Regions from separate parts of the Mus musculus genome. Here region 2 is linked to region 1. The links are chromatin contacts, called in public HiChIP or PLAC-seq maps. All regions are on one chromosome and are shown on one strand. The core of a region is the stretch at or near the end of the contact, and the rest is flanking DNA. Distances in the headings are between cores, read along the strand shown. Region 1 has its middle 30 kb from the start of Pde9a. Region 2 holds the start of U2af1 (U2 small nuclear ribonucleoprotein auxiliary factor (U2AF) 1).

The links. HiChIP or PLAC-seq counts read pairs in DNA pulled down with a chosen protein or histone mark.
Region 2: an H3K27ac HiChIP or PLAC-seq map of oligodendrocyte precursor cells shows a contact between it and region 1, with 5 times the contacts expected there. The contact joins the promoter of U2af1 here to the enhancer-like site in region 1. A contact is called at or near these places in 8 of 39 promoter capture datasets (the C10 cell line, cranial neural crest, embryonic stem cells and 4 more), 1 of 15 datasets of contacts at CTCF or cohesin (embryonic stem cells), 5 of 484 Hi-C or Micro-C datasets (embryonic retina, embryonic stem cells, stem cell-derived epiblast-like cells and 1 more), 4 of 115 datasets of contacts at active chromatin or transcription factors (acute myeloid leukemia, large pre-B cells, memory CD8 T cells and 1 more) and 3 of 9 other capture datasets (adipose tissue, liver and pancreatic islet).

The regions. Positions count from the first base shown.
Region 1 is chr17:31,354,288-31,358,637 of GRCm38.p6, reverse strand. No RefSeq gene overlaps it. Among named protein-coding and RNA genes, the nearest start is that of Pde9a, 30 kb to the left of the region's middle. Within about 2 kb of position 2,532, at least 28 of the 459 cell types and tissues checked have an H3K27ac peak or open chromatin away from gene starts, as enhancers often do. A contact at or near this core is called in oligodendrocyte precursor cells, where this site is marked.
Region 2 is chr17:31,656,832-31,661,181 of GRCm38.p6, reverse strand. It overlaps U2af1 (U2 small nuclear ribonucleoprotein auxiliary factor (U2AF) 1), which reads left to right and starts at 2,428. Exons shown (of 8, transcript NM_024187.4): 1 at 2,428-2,529. The coding sequence starts at 2,486.

The DNA.
Region 1 (4,350 bases), core at 1,283-3,782:
GATCAGTTCTTCCAGCAGGAGAGTAGTTTGTCACTCACAGGTGTCTGCCTGGGGACTTCAAAATTGCCAGGGATACTAGGTATGGTGGAGTGAGTCTTTAATTCAAATACTTGAGAGGCAGAGGCAGGTGGATCTGTACAAGGTCAAGGATAGCCCAGCCTATGTAGTGAGTTTCTCAGTTAGCCAAGGGCTGCATAGTGAGACCTATGTCTTTAAAAAAAAAAAATACTGTTGTCTGGGTCTAACCTTGACCATAAGAATCAGACTCTGAAGGTGGAGGAACCTGAACTGTCATGTGTACTTGGGTGGCCCCGAGGTTACATCTCTTTGCTGCAAACCCAGAATCCATCTGATGCCAAGATATGGTGAGGCTCCAGCTAAGGAGTGAAGCCCACTAGGAATGGATCCCCAGGTCCCTCCGCTGAGGAGTGACACAGTTGTTTTGTCTCCTGATTAGGTGGATCTGGCCTCCCGATGACCCCAATACCGATTTCCATAGAGAGTTATAAGTTTGAGGAGCACTAACTGGGTCATCCCATTTCTTAGCATCTCCAAGCAGACAACCTTTTACTGGCCCCTCCTCCACGTTAGTCACTTATGAAGCCATCCCTAAATTAGCATAAGCACATAGCCATATGCATGTCAGCAAAGTGGTGACGGACAGCCTGTCCCAAAATGGAAATGCAGATGACAGAAGTTTCCTGTGAAGTAGCACAGGGATTATATTTTGAAGCCCTCACATGAGAAGCCCAGTCTGGGCAGTAAAAGAAGCCTAGTGGCCTTGACCCAGGCGAGCTGCAATGGGGTATCTCAGCAGCGCTGAGGAGTGATTCTCACTGCCGGTGCAGCAGACTAGACACTACTAACCACACACACACACACACACACACACACACTGGGCTGTGAGGTCCTTGACTCCTGTGACAGTTCCATACATCCCAGTGATTGCCATGGCACCCAGAAGGATATGAGGCACAGAATTTAACTGGTTAGCTTCTCAGGAAAGATGAGGGGACCAGCCATGGCTGGTTATCTAAGATAGAATTCGAGGCTTCTAAGAGGCATGTGCCATTGGCTACTGAGAGGCTCCTCCTGGGTCTTCATGGAGACTGGGGTGAGGGGTAAGAGCATTTGGCATTTCCAGGATGGCAGCAAACTGTCCTCTTCCGAGCCCAGCCACTGGCAGTTAGGATCGAGGGCAACAGAAGAAAGGCGTGTCCTTCAGGTTCGGCTGGAGAAGATGACTGTCTTGAAAGTAAGATCTTCATGCAAAGCTTTTATGAAGGAAGAAAGTAGACATGCTGCCAAGACCCCTTTGACTCAGTCATCTATTAGTAGGATGTTTGGGGTGTTATCTGTAATTGGACAGTGTGTTGAGAACCGGTCTGCGTCAACTTGGCCTGCCCTGGTAGAGGTTACCATTGAGCATGAAGGCAGACTATTGGTGAACAACTCCAGCTTCATGTGGCAAGGTTAAGATGGTACACGAGAAGCTCTGAGACTCAGATGAGGTGCACAGACCCTGCCCAGGGAAGGGCGCAGCCACACGGGGCCATCTCAGTCTAGAGGAGTCAGGGCAAGGGCAAAGGTAGCCTTCTGCTCTCTGATCATGGGGTCACTTTACAGTCTGGCCAAGTGGTATTGACTTTAGAGAATGAGGGAAAGAATGGAATACCCGACAAAATGATTAAAGAAAACTCTGGTCTTAGTTCATGCAGGTAGACCCCCCCCCCCCCAGCTTGCTGGACTTCTGCAGAATAACACGCTCTTTGCTATTGCATACCATTTGAGTCTGGGGTCTCATTGAGGATGGAGAGCCAATGTTCAACCACCTCTTCTAACTCAGCGCTTTATGACAATTCTCAGTAAGGCACAGGCTATGGCCAGAAGAACCCCATCCCCACCCCCACCCCGGCACACACACACCACACGTGCCATGCCCCGTGATGCACACAGATGCTTGTAAATGCCTATAGTTTCGTGGTAAATGCTGCTCTTATTTTTAGCCTTTGGTTGTGATCATTAGACTAATAATACAGAAGAAGATGCTTAAGATGTGGGATGTGCCCAGATGGAGATGGCTGCCGTGTGGCAGGTGCTTATATTTGTCTCGGAAATCTGATCTCTCTGTCCGTTTCTCTTTGCCAGAGTCTGCCTTGCAGTCTTTCCGGGGCTGGGATGAATGTCGCATTTTTCATTTGCATCACGCAGAACATAAAATTGCACCAGAGAAAAAGGTTATTTGACTCAAATAGCTATGCCCAAAGGCAGGGCTTACTCAACTCAAATAGGTACTTTGTTCAGTGAACGGTAGCTTACCCCACCCCCGCCCACAGCTGACTGAGTTAAGGCCTCTCATGGGTGGCTAGGGATGGTGACATACATCTTTAATCCAGAAGAGCCAGGGCCCCACAAAAAGACCCTGTCACAAGACAAAACACAGAAACAAAAAGATTCCTCAAGGCCAGCTCCTCTCAGCTCGCCTCACAGTGAACAACTGTGTGCTCTGTTAGGTCACAGATACAGTGTGAGAGTTCCATCTTTGTGGGGTTCCTGAATAGATTTTTCCATTAAGAGTGGGTAAAGACAGTGGCTGGGAATGCTTGTTCATTGTTTATGTACGCTGCTAGCTTACAGGCCATTCCACTAGGCTCCTCCCAGGGACCTAGCAACCCAGGTGCACCAGGTGTGGGCTGCATATAAAAAGGACTGCCAGCCACCCCCACCCCATCTCTCTCTCTCTCTCTCTCCTCCCTCCCTTCCTCCTTCTCCCCCCCTCCCCGCCTTCTCCCCTCTCCCTTTCTCCCTCCCCCTCTCCCTCTCCCCCTCTCCCCCTCCCTTCCCCACGTTCTCATTCCCTCCTCCCATTTTCTGTCTTCTGCATCTCCCCTTATCTGCCCTCATATACTCTGCCCCCACCCCCGTTCATCTGCCTGTCCACACGTCCACTCATCTGCTGCTACCCCATCCCAGATCCTCACTCTCCTCCCCTAATAAACCCCTTTATAATAGATCTCTTGCACGGCTTAAATTGCTCAGGGGCACACCTTGGCGTGGGCCTGCCAGGTACACCCTTCGCCATATTATATTTCATAATATACACTCTCATGAATTCTCTGCTAGATCCTGCTGGGAACGGGGCCTCAGCAATTTACATAGAGCAAATCATCATATATTTAAGTGCCCTGTACCCCGGATGCACCTCAATGAGGACTCAAAGAGGGTTTTTTTTTTTTTTCAGTCGACTCCTGTCTGAAACCCACTTCACAGGGCCATTAAAAAGTCCTTTAGTATTCTTTGCAAAAAAAAAAAAAAACTCTTTCAGGGAAATATTCGTATGTTTGGGAAAATATTCACGATATGCTGGGAAAGTTATGTGCTGTGAGGGAGTCATTAGAGCTGAGTTGAACTGCAACACCCACAGTGATTCCTGTGTGTGGGAAGCTGTCAAGGGCAGTTTTCCCTGAGCCCGACAGACAGTGGTGACTGCCTCCTCCAGATGGAGAGATTGAAGGCAGTCCCGTGGTGGTCGGGGAAACTAGAAAATGAGAGCTAACCACTCAGCACATCAATACCCTGTTCCTGTCTGGAAAGAGTTACCCGCGTGCTGTGACTGAGGTAGTAGCTGCATGTTGGGGTTACCTGATAACTGTGCAGTCAAGAGTACCTGTTATGGTTTGTCTATGCTGGGCCCAGGGAGTGGCACTATTAGAAGGCCTGGCCTTGTTGGAGTGGGTGTGGCCTTGTTTGAGTGGGCGTGGCCTTGTTGGAGTGGGTGTGTCACTGTGGGTGTAGACTTTAAGACCCTCATCCCAGCTGCTTGGTAGTCAGTGTTTTGCTAGCAGCCTTCAGATGAAGATGTAGAACTCTCAGCTCCTCCTGCACCATGCCTGCCTGGATGCTGCCATGTTCCTGCCTTGATGATAATGGACTGAACCTCTGAACCTGTAAGCCAGCTCCAATTAAATGTTGTCCTTTATAAGAGTTGCCTTGGTCATGGTGTCTGTTCATAGCAGTAAGACCCTAACTAAGACAGTACCTGTCAGGTATATTGTTGGCAAGGTCCTGTCAGGTATACAGTTGGGGGTACCTGGTAGGACCCCTCACAAAGGAGATTAGGACTCCAACAAGAGGCTCAAGAGGGATTAATTATCCCTTCTACGTGGCACTGTCACAATCTTCCACAGACTGACCGTTTGGCTAAATGAGTGGCCTTTCCTTGTGGCTCTTCTGCCATGAAGATGCTATGGCTTCTGCCTCATATCCTACATGTTAGGCCAGCTTAATGAGAAGTCACCTTCTCCACTGTCTGCAGTCACCATGGCCGAAGTGATTCTTGTGTTAGTTAAT
Region 2 (4,350 bases), core at 1,179-3,678, 300 kb before region 1:
CACACCTGTAGCCTTTCCAACCTGCCAGCTTCACGGTGCCACCTGTTCCTCTGTTAGCCCTCCCTGCCTCACTAGAAATGGAGCCGGCTGGCACACTGCCTCCTCAGCCCCTAGTGCTTGTTCAAATGATAGTTTTCATGCAGCAGGTTCACAGAAAACCTGCCAGTGTGGTTCTCAGCTGTTTCCGGCGAGGAAGCAGTCCATCCAGGCAGGTTGCTTTACTGCTTTGCACTTTTGCATATTCATGCTCACCTTTAAAGTTCAACTGCTCCTGCTTCTTTGCAGCTTGTCACGGCCAGCTTACTGCTCTCCCTGGCATATGGTAGCATCCTCGTTGCCAGCTCTATTGCTGGCAAAGAGCTTCCCACATGCACTTATAAATTCCATTTATCTGCATTTTTTTTTCCAGACAGGGTTTCTCTGTGTAGCCCTGGCTGTTCGGGACTCACTCTGTAGACAAGGCTGTCTTTGAACTCACAGATATTGCTTGCCTCTGCTTCAGATGTTAGGGTTAAAGGTGTGCACCACCACTGCCTCCCTCTTTTATCTGTATCCTTAAACACAAAACCACTGGGGATTGAGCCTAGAGCCTTATGAATGAATGCTAAGTAAGCATTTGTAGCACTGAGTAGCTCAGCCAACACTCTTCCTTCTTTTTGGAGGGGCTCACTATGTAGATCTGTCTGGTCTGTAATTCTCTATGGAGACCAGGCTGGTCCTTAAACTCATATATATCCACCAGTCTCTGCCTTCCAAACATGGGATAAAAGGTGTGCATTGAGTTTTATATCCTTTAAGAAGAGGGAAGATAAATGACTGGAGAAGTATTGGGGTCTCGTATCACTCACTGATAGATAGATAGATAGATAGATAGATAGATAGATAGATAGATCTTGGCACTGCCTGTGCAAGATCAATACCAGTATTTTATCACTTGCTTCCCAGCTTGCCTTTTAAACTTTTTACATTTGAAGCCAGGTGGTGTTGGTACACACCAGGAAGGCTCAGCACTCAGGACCCAGAGGCGGGTGGATCCCTGTAAGTTTAAGGCCAGCCTGGTCTACAAAGTGAGTTCCGGGACAGCCAGGGCTACACAGAGAAACCCTATCTTGGAAAACAAAACCAACCAGACAAAGAAACAAAACAAAAAGTGGAAAGATGCCTGTATACTTAGAGCCTTGGGAGCCATAGAAGGCCACCAACAGGAATAGATGTCACCAGGTCTGTATTCTTTTAAACTCTCTGTCATGTCAGCTGGAGCAATATTATACCAGCTGTATTAGTTACTTGTAGTTGAGGGAGAGAGAGCCCAGTGATACAATGCATGGCGAAGTATGAAGTGGTTATCCCTGCCCTCACAGACATACCCAGAAGCCTCTTCTCCATAACTCAGAAAAGTGGATTTAAACATTACACCAACCAAGGCTCGGGATGTCATTCAGTTGATAGAGTGCTTGCTTAACATACAGCATCATATAAACCTATTTGGTAGTACACACTGGTAACCCTAGCACTCAGGATGGTAAGAGATTCAGAAGGATCAGAAGTTCAAGGTCATCTGTAGCTGTACATAGTAGCTATGTAGCCTGATGCATACACAAGACCATCCCATGGAGAAACAAAAAACAAAACACGCTCAATAAAACAAACATCGTAGCAGCCTGTGTCTATATATGTGTCACAGGGCTTATTCTTCTAATGTCTCCAAATAAGAGATAAATAGATGTGACAGGGGAAGATGAATGGGTGAGGCATGGATAGTTGGGTAGCTTAATTAGTGAGGGGTGAATGGGCGTGTGGGAAGAAAGAAGGATGAACAAACTAATGGTCTGGTGGACCTGATCGGGTCATTCATCCTGGTTCCAGTAACCAGGTTAACTAGTGAGAGCCTGTGAGGAGACCCCAGCTTCCCACAACCCTCTTCCACGGTTCGTCCTCGGATGGAAGTGGCTCTATAGCCAGAGAGAGCAGATAAAGTCATCCAACCAAGATGACCCCGCAGCCTGGGTCTCTGCCTGAGATAACGGAGATTAGGCTCTGCCTGGAAATTTGGTGACTTGAAGGTGAGCCTTGTGACTGTGAGGATGCTGTGGTTTAAGGCCCTCCAGGAGGCCGGACAGAGCCCCTTATCTACAGCTGCACTGGTGGGAGGCCTGGGACAGGAGGGCCAGCAAGGGGAGAGGGCGCGGTCCCAGCGGCGGGAGCGGGAAACAGCGGTGCTGAGCACGCGCGGAGCGGCTGTCCACAGCCTAAGCCGCAAGCAATGCGCGGGACCCGCCCGGGCGCCAAGGAGTGCGCAGGCGCCAGGGTAGGGGCGGAGCCTCCTCATGCTCTTCGTCCCGCCCCCGCGCTGGCAGCACCTTTCCCAATTGGACAGAGTCGCTACGACGGGTGGGGAGAGCGTCGTCGCGTCGGGTGACGTCTCCGGAGGGACGTCGGCGTAGTCGGCAGCGTCGGCTGCCGTGCCTGAGTCGTCCGCTCGAAAATGGCGGAATACTTGGCCTCCATCTTCGGCACCGAAAAAGACAAGTGAGTAGGGCCGGCCTGCCGGGACTTGGGCTGGGGAGGCGACGGGCAGCGGGTGCCGGTCGAGGCAAGCGGCGGTGACGTCCAGGCGTGGCGGCTGGCTCGGGCCTGGAGACCTCGCGCGGCTCGGCGCCGCCGCCTCGTGGGCCGGGCGGCGGGACTGGCGGGCGGCTCGGGCTGGGCCTCGGCGCCTCGAGCTCCACCGCGGGCGCTCCATGCCGGGTTCTACGCGGGGCCCTGCCCCACGCCGCGCTCCCACTGCTGCCCGGGGCTTCTGTGGCGAAGTAACACGTTTCTTGCAACTTTAGGCTTTGAGTTATCGTGTCGGAAGTGCTGTGGCCCCGTCCTCTCTAGCATTCAGTGCTGGGGCCGACCTTTGGGAGCGGTTTCGACCGAATAAACCTCCTGCCTGCCTAAGCGTTGGCGGACCCGCCTTTCTTTTTAAATTAAGGTTTGCATTTCCGTAGCCAACTGTTAGGGTAAGAGGAAAAGGAATAGCAATATTCCCGCCTGTGGTCGTGTGCTGCGAGGCACATACTCATTTCCGCGTGTCGGCTGAAATTTAGGTTAAGGGGAATGTCTTCGGACACTTTCAAGGATAATTCCTACTTTGAAAACCTAAGGATTTAAGTATCTGGCTTAATCTGCTTCCAGTAAGTAGTCACCATCTTTATGTTTCTGAATCTTGTACAAGGTTTATGCAGATGTCAGTCACGGTGGTAAGCGTTTGCAATAGATAACGTTTTTGGTGCCACATTCTCACTCTTAAAATGTTCTGTTTTCCAGGATGGAGGCTGTCCGATCAGGCACCTTTATACAGTCTTCAGTGTTTGAAAGAGGGGATGTTTCTAAAAGTCTCATGCCTGAATCGGCAGTCACTCAAGAGACATTTAATTGGATGTTAGGTCTAGACCAGTCTTGGAGAATCAGCTGGAATAAAGTCTGGGTTCTCAGGAAGTCATGGAGGAAGGTTGTGCCTTGTGTTAAGGATGACTAAAATACATTAAAGGGACTAGAGAGATGACTCAGTGGTTCAGAGTGTGAACTGCTCTTGAAGAGGCCAGTAGTGTGGTTCCCTGAATCCCCTTTATTGCAATCTGATGTCCTACAACCACCTGTAGTGCCAGATCTTGGGAGATCCATTGCCTCTGGCCGCCACGGGCACCCCTCCCCCTCCCCATATATGTAATTTAAAGTAAAGCCGTTAAAGTACTTTTAAATCAACACTCAAAAGCCAGGTGTGGTGGTACATTTAGTACCAGCACTCTGGAGGCAGAGGTAGGTAGGTGGATCTCTGAGTTCCAGCCTGGTCTACATAACAAGTTCTAGGAAGCAGGACTGGTGATGGCTCAGCAGTTAAGAGCACGGACTGCTCTTCCAGAGGTCCAGAGTTCAATTCCCAGCAACCACATGGTGGCTCAAAACCATATGTAAGGTTCTGGAGTGTCTGAAGACAGCTACAGTGTACTCATATACATTAAATAAAATCTTTAGCCGGGCAGTGGTGGCGCACGCCTTTAATCCCAGCACTTGGGAGGCAGAGCAGGCGGATTTCTGAGTTCCAGGCCAGCCTGGTCTACAAAGTGAGTTCCAGGACATCCAGAGCTATACAGAGAAACCCTGTCTCGGGGGAAAAAAAAATCTTTAAAAAAAAAAAAAAAAAAAGTTCCAGGACCTAGCAACTCTGTCTCAAAAATACATGCAAATTTGCTTGGTGTTATGGAAGAGTACCTTCTCTAAACTGGTTGCAGAGAAAATGTGCTAGAACACGTGTATGCCAGTTCTCACATGAGAGGTTTCCCTGTGATGATGCCTAAAGGCTGG